Linked DNA regions of Mus musculus: region 2 is linked to region 1. The links are chromatin contacts, called in public Hi-C maps. All regions are on one chromosome and are shown on one strand. The core of a region is the stretch at or near the end of the contact, and the rest is flanking DNA. Distances in the headings are between cores, read along the strand shown.

What was found. A called contact is a pair of places that touch in the nucleus more often than the background predicts.
Region 2: a contact with region 1 is called in a Hi-C map of cortical neurons, with 4 times the contacts expected there. A contact is called at or near these places in 3 of 484 Hi-C or Micro-C datasets (the HPC-7 cell line, the N1E-115 cell line and cortical neurons), 3 of 130 datasets of targeted methods (large pre-B cells and pancreatic cancer cells) and 1 of 9 other capture datasets (embryonic stem cells).

What each region holds. Positions count from the first base shown.
Region 1 is chr19:36,102,278-36,108,855 of GRCm38.p6, reverse strand. Rpp30 (ribonuclease P/MRP 30 subunit) reads right to left here. Exons shown (of 11, transcript NM_019428.3): 11 at 4,083-4,520. The coding sequence ends at 4,411. Among named protein-coding and RNA genes, the nearest start is that of Ankrd1, 14 kb to the left of the region's middle.
Region 2 is chr19:36,814,205-36,821,321 of GRCm38.p6, reverse strand. No RefSeq gene overlaps it. Among named protein-coding and RNA genes, the nearest start is that of Tnks2, 16 kb to the left of the region's middle.

The sequences.
Region 1 (6,578 bases), core at 3,571-6,070:
CCAGCCTGGGTGCTGGGAACTGAACTCAGGTCTTCTGGAGGTGACGCAAGTGCTCTTAAGTTCTGAGACCCTCTCCAGTCCCACTTCTCTGTTTTTAGTTGTGGCCAGAAGTTTCCTAAAATGCAAATCTGACCCAGCCAGTCTCTTTCAAATCCTTCAATGTCGTCGTCGTCCCATTTCTCTCGGGATCACATGCAAACCCCTTGTCTTAAGATATCTTTAAGCTTTGGCTGCTGCTATTCTTTTTCAGTTCTGGGGATTAAAGGCAAAGCCTCTAGGACACAGGCGAGTGCCCAAACCTGATCGGTACAGCACCCCGCAGCCCCACAGTGCTCCCATGCCCTGTTCTGTTCTCTATTGTTGCTTTCTTGTATCAGGATCTCCCTAAATTGACCTGGATGGCTTTGAACTCTTTCTGAGTTTAGGCAATCCTTGAATTTGTGGCTTTCTTACCTTGGTCTCCTGAATAGCTGGACTCTAGGGCTGTGCCTCCAGACGTGGATCAGGAATCCATCTTCTTCCAACACTGGTTGGTTACATGTGTGCGTGTAAGTGCCACAGCACAAGTCAGAGGGGCATTTGTGATAGTCAGTGCTCTGCTTCCAACCATCTTTTTAAAAACCTGCTTCTTTCATCTGCTTTCTTTGGGCCTTTGGCTGCTGCACCTGGTCACCTCCTCTCCCCTCTCTCTTCTCCTCCCTCCTCTCCTCACACGGCTCAGGGCCAGGTCCACTCTGGACTCTCCCAGAGTCCCTGCCTCTGACTATGCTCTCCCACATATTTATAATAAACTTTCTCTTTCACCAACCTGAGAATAATCATGTTCTTTCCTTTTAATTTTCCTTTATTAACAACTTACTTCAGATGTCTTAATTAACCCTACTATTTTGTTTCAATGTGCATGGATCATTTAACTAATTTTTGTTGAGTGTTTAAGTTAATCTTCCCATCATCTTACACACTGTAGGAGTGAATATCCATATAGGTGCACTCTTTCTACCCAGCCAGTTCTTTTTATTCTTTTTCCTAAAACAGGGAGGATCTCACTGTGTAGCCAAGGCTGGCCATAAACTCAAAGATCCTCCCAAGGGGCGAGATTATAGTGTGAGTGACTATAATCTCAGCCCTTGTCTAGCTCTAACTTTACTTACTTTTGAAGAATACCTTGTAGAAGTATTTATAAGGTTAACATCAAATTATGGCCACTTTCAAAATAGTCTACAGCCTTTCCCAATTGTGAAAACACTAACTTTGTGTCCGTTTTAAACTTTCCCAACCTAACCAGCAAGCATATCACCGATGACTAGTAAAGTGTGACATTTTCATATCTGTTGAGTGCTTTTTGATCCTTATTTGCTCGATTGTTTTAGAAGTGAAGTTGGTCCCTCTTGCAATGAGGATCTTATACAAATGTTTTATTTACTGAGGGCTCTGCAGAAGGGGAAATGAGGCAGGATGACAGAGGGAAGGTTGTGGTCTCAGGAGAGAGCTATCCTCAGCTAAGCCCTTGAAATGTTCAGGCTCTAGCCCCAGGCTAACCTCATAGTGTAGTTAAGACTGCCCAGGCATCATAGGGGTAAAGTTAATGCTCTGGGGGAAGGGTATTTCTTAGTACCCAACTCAGACATCTGGAGCATAGGTCTGCAATGCTGGGGAAGGGATCTGAACTAGCACTATTTGTCATGGTATTGTGTTTGAGACATGATCTGACTATGTAGCCTAAACTGGTCGTGAACTTTGTGTATTGCCCTGCTTTGCCTCAAAGTCATGATTGGCCTTCCCAAGCTTCTTGAATGCTGGGATTACCATTGCAATGGTGGGGTGCTGCATGCCTTTTGAAAACAATTCAGGTACAGTGATTCCAGTCTCGCTCAACGATAACTTGAAGGCAACTTTCCTAGATTGTATTGTTTCCAGAATATTCTATTTTTTGTTGTTTTTCAAGACAGGGTTTCTCTGTGTAGCCCTGGCTGTCCTGGAACTCACTTTGTAGACCAGGCTGGCCTCGAACTCAGAAATCCGCCTACCTCTGCCTCCCGAGTGCTGGGATTAAAGGCGTGCGCCACCATGCCTGGCTCAGAATATTCTAATTTCATAATACTAGAGACTGAACCTACAATTCAGTGAGTCACATTTCTAACTTCTAACATAGTTTTATAGAAATCAATTGACATTTTCCAGTTTCAATAATCATACTTGAGTCTATTTCAATCTAACATCTTTTTAAAATCTACATTTTGTCTTTTCACTTGTTTTTTGTTTTAGAGATGGGTCTTCTGTAGCCCAGGCTGGTCTTAAACTTGCTATGTACCCGAGAATGTTGGTGAACCACTGATTGTCTTGTTCTCACATCCCAAGTTCTAGGTAGAGATACAGGTTCACATCACCTCCTGGCTTATTGTTTTTCTGTGCTATTTTACAAATTCAGCTTAAATTTAAATCTTTGAACCACCTGAATTTACTGTGGTTGTATATTGGTGTGATAGAGATCTTAGTTTTTTCTTTTCTCCAAAAGGATAAGAGTAGATAGTGAATGGACACTTTCTACGACAGGCCCTGCTCTAAAGCTTCTATGAATATTAATTATTTAATGTTGGCAGTAAGGCCATCTGTAAGGAAAAAGGTGAAGTGAGGTAGAGGGAGATTTCAGTTTGTCTTTAGTCTGTGCACTTTAACTTCCCCAGAGAAGCAATGTTCCCAAAGTGAACACCCAGCACATAACTGGACTGTGACCTGCGCTCCCTACTCTTTCACGGATCATTCCGAACCTGTCTCGTTAGGAAGCAGAAGTGACCAATGCCTGTGCGTGCTCAGTTAACTTTCTCTTTATGAAGATCCAGGCCCTCAGACACAGGATGGTGACACTCACACGCAGGGTGTTTTCCCACCTCAATTAGCGGATCTAATTACTCTCAGTCAGTCCACGGACTTGTCTCCCAGTGACGCTAGATCATCGCTGTTCATGATCACCACGTATGCACAGTTTCTTTATCCACTAATCTACTGATGTCTAGGCTGGTTTTTCCCCTGGGGAGTATCCAACGAACAGTCACTGATGCTTGACTTACAGTTGTAATTATGCTTTACATATGTGTGCACAAACTCCACAGATGTACCTATACAATATTCTCCCACTATTTTTGCCTCTTTCATTGTAGTTGGTCTCAAACTTGTAATTTTTCTGCTTCGGTCATAATTGGGAACTACCATACATAATACTTGTCAAGGATATTCACTGCTACGTATAAAATTAAGAGTAGGTACTGGTTTTTAATCATATCTTTTTTGCCATCTATTTGAATATTCATTTCTCTTACTTCTCCTATCACTGTGAGAGGAAAAGGCACTACAAAGCACTGAGACAGCATTACAATCCAGACTAAAGCTTCACTCATGAACAATGTGCTTACGTGTTAGTACTTGAGCTCAGCACCTATGTCTGCGAAGCTGGCATGAGCACCCTTTTACACACTGCTTTTCTCACCTTCAGAGCACCAGTCATCTTTTTTCCTTCAGTTAATTCCACATCCTTGGGGTCCTTAGATCAATATGGCATAAATGCAGATATTTACTGAAATGGCTATCTACTCAGTCTAATGAACTTGTTATTGAAAATTATTTCCAAAGGATATATATATATATATATATATATATATATATATATACACACACACACACATACATACATACATACATACATACATATATACATATATACATATATATATATATATATATATATATATATATATATATATATAAAATTTTAAATTTGAGCCAAATGCTTTACACCTTATAGCAACTAGGAAAATCACTATTAGCTATTGAGGGATTTCTAACTAAAGGGAGGACTATATCGTAAGGACAATTTGAAGGCAGGAGGGAGCGACTCGAGGGGACAAGTAACTCTTATGAGCATCCCTCTGCTTTTACAAGTGCAGAAGTCCTTTAGGAAGGTTTTAACTCAAGCAGTAAAAAAAGAGCTTAAAAAGTAATCAGTTGGCTAAAGTCACCCCCATAACAGGGCTTAAGTCTTCAAAATAACTACCTTTTTTGGATAGTAAAATTTAAAAATCCATATGTACCGAGTAGAAAAACGTTAATTTATTAGTTTTCAATGTCTTACAATACTGAGACATCTTATTTCAGTGTACCTACTGTTATTCATTATTCACATGAAGGATAAAATAGTTTTTCTCTTAAAGTATATCTAAATTAATTAAGCTGTTAGTCTTTAAAAAATGCTTCACTGGGTTTTATTTGCTGTTTTAATGGTCTGAATATAAAGTTGTTTTTATAGACTGTTGGTTTCTAGTTTAATGAAAATATCAACTCAGCAGAGTTTTATTTTTACAGTGACTGATGAGCTACGAAGGGGAGGAGGCAGTGCGTGGAGACTCAGGACTCGTCTCAGCCCTCACATTTAGCTTTCTTGCACACTGGAAGAGATTCATCATCTGCTTCTGATGGCCGTGGTTTCTTCACTGTAGAAATAATTCCAAAAGCAGTTTTTCTAGTTTCTGTAAAATAGAAACCACATTGAATAAAGATAGAACAGTTTTACTTGTTTCTGTTTCTTGAGACAGGATCTCACCAAGTAGCCCAGGCTGGCCTTGAACTCCTTACGCGGTCCAGCCAACTCTGACCCTCCTGCTTTAGCCTCCTAAGGGCAGAGATGACAGGTGTTGGTTTAGCCAGCATTACCCCATTTTCTTTGGCCTATAGCCCGGTAAACAGGAAAACCACAGAGAGCTCTCACGGGTGCAGATGCCATTTATGGTCAGTATTTTACCAGCTAGCTCGTTCCTAAGGGTTTCCTCTTAGATAAACTGCAGAGCAGGGATTCTCCATTGCTCTCTCCATGCCATCTGATGCAGTCAGAACCAGCCATAAGCATTGGTCTAGCATCTGCTTTATGTATGGTAAAAAGATCATAAGAGAAATCCCAGGCCCGGGTGCAGGAGTCGCCTGCACTGCTCCCACAGCAGGGGCTGTGGTGAGCTTACTCTACAGCACACACCATCACCCTCACTAGGCTACCAATGTACAATGTACCAACGTCCAGCAGTCATCTAACATGTGTGCTGGCAGAACACAGAATCAAGCTCACGTTTACCAATCCTTTATGTATGCTAATAATGAAGGGAAAAAGAGGGATTGCTTTGTATGCTCCGGTCAGTTTGGCAGTAGAGTTGAACTTCAACTTAGATTTGTTTTAAGTACATATTAACAGGACAGGCACTGTCATATGCAGTATATAAAATCCTTAGCAGTGGTTTTTAAATATTCAAAATGCTGGGTAAGTACATTACAAATAGACATATTAGAATGAAGGCACACAGGACAATCACCGCCTGATGAACTAAGGAACACACTGAAAAGTGACACTGGAGGAAGGGTGTGGTGAGGAGGAAGGAAGAGCAGAGCTGCAGGAGGAGTGGGCTCTGCCTCATTGTGGGCCTCACACTCCCCTCAGGTACACAAACCGTACATGTGCAGACCATGGAAGAAGTCCAGGAGTCGGAGCGAACTGTCTCAGGAGCAAGAGGACTAATGGGAGGTGGTGTGAGGGAGTATGCACAGAAGGACTGGTCTGAGGTTAGGAAGGGAACCTGCACAAGAGGACTAGTTGGGATCTGCGGGGTGTGGGGAGTGTAACTAGTATGCATGAAGGGGACTAATAGCTGTAAGGGGTGTGGAGTGGCAGGGAATATGCACAAGAGACTAACGGGGTGAGAAAGGAGGGTGGAGGGCATGTGCCCAGAGCACATTTATTAGACTTGCAAAAAATGGCCTTATGTAACCTAGTATAATATTTTTACATAACCAATGACGCCCCCCAACCCCTTGGGAAAAACACACCCAAAATACGTAACCGTAGATACATGATCATGTAAACCAAAATAAGAAACATTCTGAGTTATAATAAAAACAAAAGTTATAGACTGAGTTTAGATAGGTGGATTTAAAAAATGATGTTTCTGGGTTGTTTTGTTTTGTTTTGTTGTTGTTTTTTGAGACAAGGTTTCTCTGTGTAGCCCTGGCTGTCCTGGAACTCACTCTGTAGACCAGGTTGGCCTCGAACTTAGAAATTCACCTGCCTCTGCCTCCCAAGTGCTGGGATTAAAGGCGTGTGCCACCACTGCCCATCGACGTTTCTGGTTTTTTTTTTTTTTTACTTAATGGTTTGATGTTTTCGTTTCTTTTCTGTTCCTGTGTAAAATACTCTGATAAGAGCAACCCAGAGAGTAATCAGTTTATTTCAGCTCACAGTGCAAGGGTAGAGTCCATCTTGGAAGGGAGTTCAGGGGCACAGGAGCCTGAAGCAGCTGGCTGCATCCTATTCCCAGCTGAGGAGCGCATGTCTGAGTGCCAGTGCTCAGCTTGCTTTCTCTAGTTTATTCAATCCAGGATCCCTAGCCAGGAAGAGGGTCTTCTCACATCCACTAACCAAACACTCACATTCTCAGGGGCTTACCGAATCTAGATAACCCCTCACAGGTGATTCTGGAACGGGATGGTTCTAGATCCTGTCAAACTAACACTACTATTCCCACTCCTGTTTCTGAAACTTATTT
Region 2 (7,117 bases), core at 3,927-6,426, 710 kb before region 1:
TTCAATAGATTTTTTTTTTAATCTTTACATACCTTTGCTCTTGGAGATAAGATATAAACAAAATGCTAACTATAAGAGACAGTAGCCAATTTCTTCTAAGTATTAAAACAATTTGTCTAAGTAAGTGTTTTTCCCCCCAACCCTTGCTTATTACTGTCCTATTTACTACAGTGAGGAAATGGAACTTATATGTCCATCAGTGGATGAATGGAAAATGAAAAAAAAATGGTACATCGATAGTGTTCAGCTCTAAAGAAAAATTAAATCCCCAAAACTTTCAGGAAAGTGTATGTTCTTAGCGAGAATAGTAGTAGATGATGTTACCCAAACTTAGGAGAAAAAGAAACAACCACATCTTCTTCCTCCTGTGCAGATCCTAGCTTATAATGAATGAGAGAGAGAGAGACAGAGAGACAGAGAGACAGAGAGACAGAGAGACAGAGAGAGAGAGTGTGTGTGTGTGTGTGTAAATATGGGCATAGTAAAACACTTAGAAAGGAGACCAAGAAAGAATAATATTGAGTGATGAGTAAGGATGGGATGCAGGCCAAAGAACACTTGAGGAATGAAAAGGGATCTGAGGCAGGTCAACGGTCATTTATTTTTTTCTTTTAAAGTTATTTTCTTTTTATGTGTCTGAGTGTTTTGCTTGCGTATGTTTGCGCACCGTGTGTGTATAGTGTCCATGGAGACCAGAAGAGGTCACTGGATGCCCAGGAACTAGAGTTACAGACCATTGTGAATCATCATGTGAGTGCTGGGAATGAAACCCAGGTTCTCTGGAAGAGCAGCCAGCACCTTTAACTGCTGAGTCAGTGCCTGGATCCATCCTATGTGTTTTTCTTTCTTTCTTTCTTTCTTTCTCTCTTTCTTTCTTTCTTTCTTTCTTTCTTTCTTTCTTTCTTTCTTTTTCTACTTTGTTTTGCTTTTAGGGTGGATAAAGGTACAAAAGTATAACCCACAGTGAAAGTGTAAACTATAAGTGACACTCCATGGCTTCATTTTAACTTTATAAGTGTTTATTTGAGTGGCTACCTTAATCTAGTTCCATGATGTCATATATATATATATGTGTGTGTGTGTGTGTGTGTGTGTGTGTACACACACACACAAATCTATGCCATATATGTTATGTATGATCTATACTATATCCATCAAAATTATAAGTATATATATATATATATATGATATATATGCCTTCAATTTTTAATTATATGTGCTTATGTATACTTGTGTGCATGCATGTGTGCCATGTGTGTGCAGGTGCTAGCAGAGGTCAGAAGAGGACATTGGAGCCTGGAATTGGAGGTACGGGTGGTTGTGCACCATGAGGCTGCTGAAACTGGTCCTAATCATCTGCAAGATCAGTGAGCATCCTTAACTTCTGAGCCATCTCTTCAAGCTCCAAGAACAAGTGCTTTCTGATTTGACAACATAAACCATTACCCAAAGATGATTTATTTTTATTTTTATCTTTTTGTTCTCTTTTCTTTATTGGATTTTAAAAATATTATCTGCCTTTCACTGATCTTCTTGGGTATAACTTCATATTTTAGTTTTTATTTTTAATTTTTTTCAGTTGGAGTTCTTTTTCAGTATTTAAATACAAAAAGTGAGCGCTGACTTCTTTTTTTATACATATGCAGGTCTAAGAGCCAAACTGTACAGAGGAAATGAGGGCCTGCTCTGCTCAGCGCCCCTCTGGCTAAAGCTACAGCTAGCTTCCCTTCTCTCCAGCACACCCAGGGATTCCTGGTGGCTGTTTTGTACTGTAGCTGTAATGGATTTTGTCAGTCCCACACTGTTTACACGTCTTAGCATTTCCATTCTTTAAAATAAAAAAAATGTTAATGGTCAGAGGTGTTTACTTCTTTCCCACAATGGGCACGTAAGAACTTCCTTAGGAGCTTTTACTAAGGGAACAGAGTGGAATGACCTCCACATGGCTGTACTCCAGCATCATGAGTGAGAACAGGAAGTGAGGGCGTTAGAAAGGGCTCAGGTGCACCTGGGGTCCCTCCGTGAGAAACAGAGAAAGTTCCCACCCGGTTCAAATAGATGGATGTGCCAAGGTTAAAAAAAAAAAAAAAAAAAAGAATAAACAGTCCAAACAAAGCTGGGCGTGGTGGCGCACGCCTTTAATCCCAGCACTTGGTAGGCAGAGGCGGGCGGATTTCTGAGTTCGAGGCCAGCCTGGTCTACAGAGTGAGTTCCAGGACAGCCAGGGCTACACAGAGAAACCCTGTCCCGAAAACCCAAAAAAAAAAAAAAAAAAAAAAAAAAAAATCCAAACAATAAGCAGTTCAAACAGAAATGAATTTCAAATTTCGCCTACCAGGACAAATACCGCAGTGACATTCTAGATCTTTCCAGGAAGTGGAAGTTCTAGCACTCCTCCTGACAGCCCCGTGTGAGGCCCTAAAAGTAAGCTACTGCTGGGCTTGCTACTGTTGCTCCGTTTGCAACTTTTCAAAGACAACAGGAAGAAGCAAGATCATGAAGGAAGAAGTGGTCCCAATCCACAAAGTCGCCCTGGAAAATCTGTAATCTTCTGAGCCACAAAGAGTGAGAGATTTAAGGTGGTCAAAGGTGGCTCGGGCGACTGACCAGACCATCTCAGGAAACAAACATCTCCATCAGACCCCAGAGTCTCTCCGACAGGGTCTCCTCTAGCTGCAGCGACGGCGGCGGCGGCGGCCATAGCTGTAGGCCTGTTTTTTTTTTTAAGTTAGGGTCTTAGCCATGATGAAATATCTGACAAGGACAAATTAAGGGAGAGATGGTTTATTCTGGCTCACAGTTCAAAAGAAATCCATCACTGCGGCGAAGCAAAGGCAGCCGGTCACACTGCACCCACAGTCAAGAGGCAGAAGAGTAAGGAATGCATGCTGTGTGTGTGCGTGTGTGCGTGTGCGTGTGTGTGTAGAACACATGCACGCGGGGGGCGGGGGCACGGTGGCTGGAAGAGGCTGTCAGATCCCCTGGAGCTGGAGACAATTGGGGAGCCTCCTGACATGGGAGCAAGTCTAATTGCCGAGTCCCTCCCTACTCAGCTCTTCTACTCCCTTTGTGGAAGTCCAGGAAGTCCCTCCCACAATTAAGATGGGTCTTCCCACATCAATTAACAATAAGCACTCCCCAAAGACATCCTCAGGGGCCCAGCCTTTCCAGATGGTAAAAGATTTTTGTCAAATTGACACTAGCCATCATAGACTACATAGGAAGAACACAGGGTCCTGGCGTCTTACACATGTGTGTCATTATACATTGTTCTCTTTCGTTTCTTACCCCACTGCTTTTCCTTATACTCCCTCCCGGTGCAGCAGCCGCCTGCTTGCCTTCCAGTCAGTCACGGGTTCGCTTTCCATCGCGACCAGTATTTCTCATCTTCCTTAAGATCTCTTCCTCCCCTCTTCTCATCCCCTTTCTAGTTTTGTGACATGCAAACATATATAACACACATAAATTTTGGTTCCATATATGACAGAAAATGGGATTTTTTTTCTGAATCTGTTATATTTTACTTAACATGATTTCCAGGTGTATCCTTTTTTTTTTTTTCAAATGGCATAATTTTAATTTTCTTACAGCTGCTTAAGATTCTATTGCATATGTATTATCAAATTGCTTTGTCCACTTCCTGGATGTTGTGAATATTGCAGTTGTAAACACGGTGTGCAAGTATGTTGTGGACTTCCAGTCCTTTGGGAATCTGTCCAAGAGTGGATAGATTAGATACGTCACATTTCTTTCGTTAAAAATTTTTATTTATGTATGTATATATTTATGTATTTATTTATTTTATGTATATGAGTACACTGTAGCTGTCTTCAGGCACACCAGAAGAAGCCATCAGATCCCATTACAGATGGTTGTGAGTCACCATGTAGTTGCCAGGAATTGAACTCAGGACCTCTGGAAGAGCAGACAGTGCTCTTAACTGCTGAGCCATCTCTTCAACCTTCTCTTTAAAACTTTTAAAGAATTATTTTAAATTATGTTCTCATTTTATTCATTCACTTATTTTGTGTGTGTGCATGTGTGTATATACCACGTGTATGTGTGTGCCCACAGAGACTTCACGTGTATGTGTGTGCCCACAGAGACTTGAAGAAGGTGCGAGATTCCCCGGAGCTGGGGTTATAGGCAGTTGGGGGGCCTCCTGACATGGGTACCAGAGCAACAAGCAGTCTTTAATTGCTGAGCCATTTCTCCAACCCCTTCAGCCCCCACTTTACATTTCTTTATGAAAAATTTCAGGGGACTGGAAAGATGGTTTGGCAGTGGAGGGAACTTGTTGACTTAGGTTTGGTTCCCAGTATCCATGTACTTTATAAGGTGATTCATATCCTTTCCTGACCTCCATGGGTACCAGACATGCATGTGGGCACATATGTACTTGCACAAAAAATACTTCTATACATTAAATAAACAAATCTAAAACAGAAAGAAAAAAGAAAGATGGATTGATTTCAGGGGCTGGAGAGACAGTTTTTTTTTTTTTTTTTTTCGAGACAGGGTTTCTCTGTGTAGCCCTTAGCCCTGGCTGTCTTGGAACTTACTTTGTAGACCAGGCTGGCCTCAAACTCAGAAATCCGCCTGCCTCTGCTTCCAGAGTGCTGGGATTAAAGGCGTGCCCGGCTGAGAGGGCTCAACAGTTAAGAGCACTTTATGTTCTTGCCAAGGACCCAGATTCAGTTCCCTACACCTTTGTCAGGCAGCTTATAACTGCCAGTAATGCCAGCTCCAGGGGTCTGACACTCTCTTATAGCCTCCAAGGGCACCCACGTGTGCATGGAGCATGTAGGCACACACAGACAAATACACAAATACATACATCCACACACAATACACACACAGATACAAATACATACATACACGTACATACACAAACACACACATACACAAACATATACACACACATCAATTAAAAAGTACATTTACAAATAGTTTCAATTTCAAACAAAACATCTCTTTTCTATTTTTTTTTTCTTTCCTATTTTGAGGGCACATTTAAACATATTTCCTTTTCCACCCAGTGTGAAGGCGTAAAAGAGAAGCACAGGTTGATACTTGCGTGAGAACGTCTATTAAACCACTGCGCATACGCCTACCTCTATAAAATGTAAGGTTTCAAATTACCAGAAGCCAGCATAGCGCTGACACTTCTTGGTGAAGACAGCCACCTAGTGGAAATAGGTCTACAAATATTTCAGGATCAGCAAATAAAAAATTTGAATGCTCAGCCCAAGCGCAAACTGCGATGCTGATTTAAGGCTGTTAAAGAAAATGGCTGGGCTGGGTATGGTGGCCTGTATAAAACTCTATATAGCACTCGGGAGGCAGAGGAAGGACGTCTCTGTGAATTCAGGGCCGGCCTGGCCTGTATAGTGAATGGTAGGCCAGACAGCTACACCTTGTCCGAACAAAACAAAAAAAAAAAAAACAATGAAAAGAAGGACTTGGGGATGTAGCTCAGCAGAAAAGTGGTCGCCTAGCACGTGCGAGACCTTCGGTTCAGTCTCTAGTACTAAATAATATAAGCCCCGACCCCCAAAGCAGTAAACAAAAGCCCCCAAACCCAGACAACAAAACAAAATCCACATTCAGATACTGCTTATCTTATGTCTGGATCTGAAAGTGGTGAGAGGAACTGGGGACTGGGGAGGGGCGAGGTGGGGCGGGGCGGGTAGAGTCTGGTACGGTGATCGGTGATCGAGTCCCGGTCGGTGCAGGGCGAGTTGGGGTGGTGCGGTGCGGTGTGGTGCGGGCATTGGCCTTTATTCCCCGTTTCAGGGAGTAGAGAGAGAGCCTTTAGATTAGAGAACAGCAAACGCAAGCGTTGCTTTGAGTCTGCACTGAGGTAGATGGGTTTTCCGAGCAGCTTGTTTACATTGCAGTGGTAGTGGTTGAACCCATGGTGTTCTAGGCCAGTGGTTCTCAACCTTCCTAATGCGGTGACCCTTTAATGCGGTTCTTCATGCCGTGGTGACTCCAACCATAACATTATTTCCATTGCTACTTCATAACTGTAGTTTGGCTATTGTTATGAATCATGATGTGTTTTCTGATGGTCTTTGGTGACCCCTGTGAGAGAGCGATTTGACTCCCAAGGGGTTGCGACCCACAGGTTGAGAACTGCTGTTTTAGGCGGCTGCCACTAACGTTTAGCTGCTGAGGTTCTCTTTCAATCACTGGGTTTTAGAATGCATGAACTTCAACTTTACACTTAAAACTTTATTAGCAGTTTAATAACAAAGGCTACTAAAATGATAAATAATATGACAGTCGGTTTGGTTATGAGTGCTTGAGCTAGGTCAGATTTTATATGCAGTTTTAAAAATTTTCTTTTTAAGCCAGGCATGGTGGAGCACGCCTTTGATCCCAGCACTTGGAGGCAGAGGCAGGTGGATTTCTGGGTTCGAGGCCAGCCTGGTCTACAGAGTGAGTTCCAGGACAGCTAGGGCTATACAGAGAAACCCTGTCTCGAAAAAACAAAAACAAAAAAGATTTCTTTCTAAATTAGAACTAATTCACAATTATGGGTCGTCAGAAATGGGGCGGCGGTGGGGGGGGGGCTGCAGCTTTTAGTGGTAGAACCCTCACCTTGAATTTACAAAATCCTGGGTTTTGTTCCTAAAAAAATGAAAGGGGCACACGTTTTGATAAGCTTTAATAGTTTGGGGCTTTTGGCTTGAATGTGAATCCAGAAATTTAGGAGAGATTCGCCCCTGGGCAGCACATCCTGCTCTGTCAGGGCAGATGGTGACACTCCAAACATCTGGCTGTGTGTAGCTCTAAGAAAGAATTTTGATGTTATGCTACAGAGTTTGATTGCATTTTTAATTTATTAGTATTCTTTTTTTAATATTTTTTATTAGGTATTTAGCTCATTTACATTTCCAATGCTATCCCAAAAGTCCCCCATACCCTCCCACCCACTCCCCTACCCACCCACTCCCACTTTTTGGCCCTGGCGTTCCCCTGTACTGGGGCATATAAAGTTTGCAAGTCCAATGAGCCTCTCTTTCCAGTGATGACTGACTAGGCCATCTTTTGATACATATGCAGCTAGAGTCAAGAGCTCTGGGGTACTGGTTAGTTCATAATGTTGTTC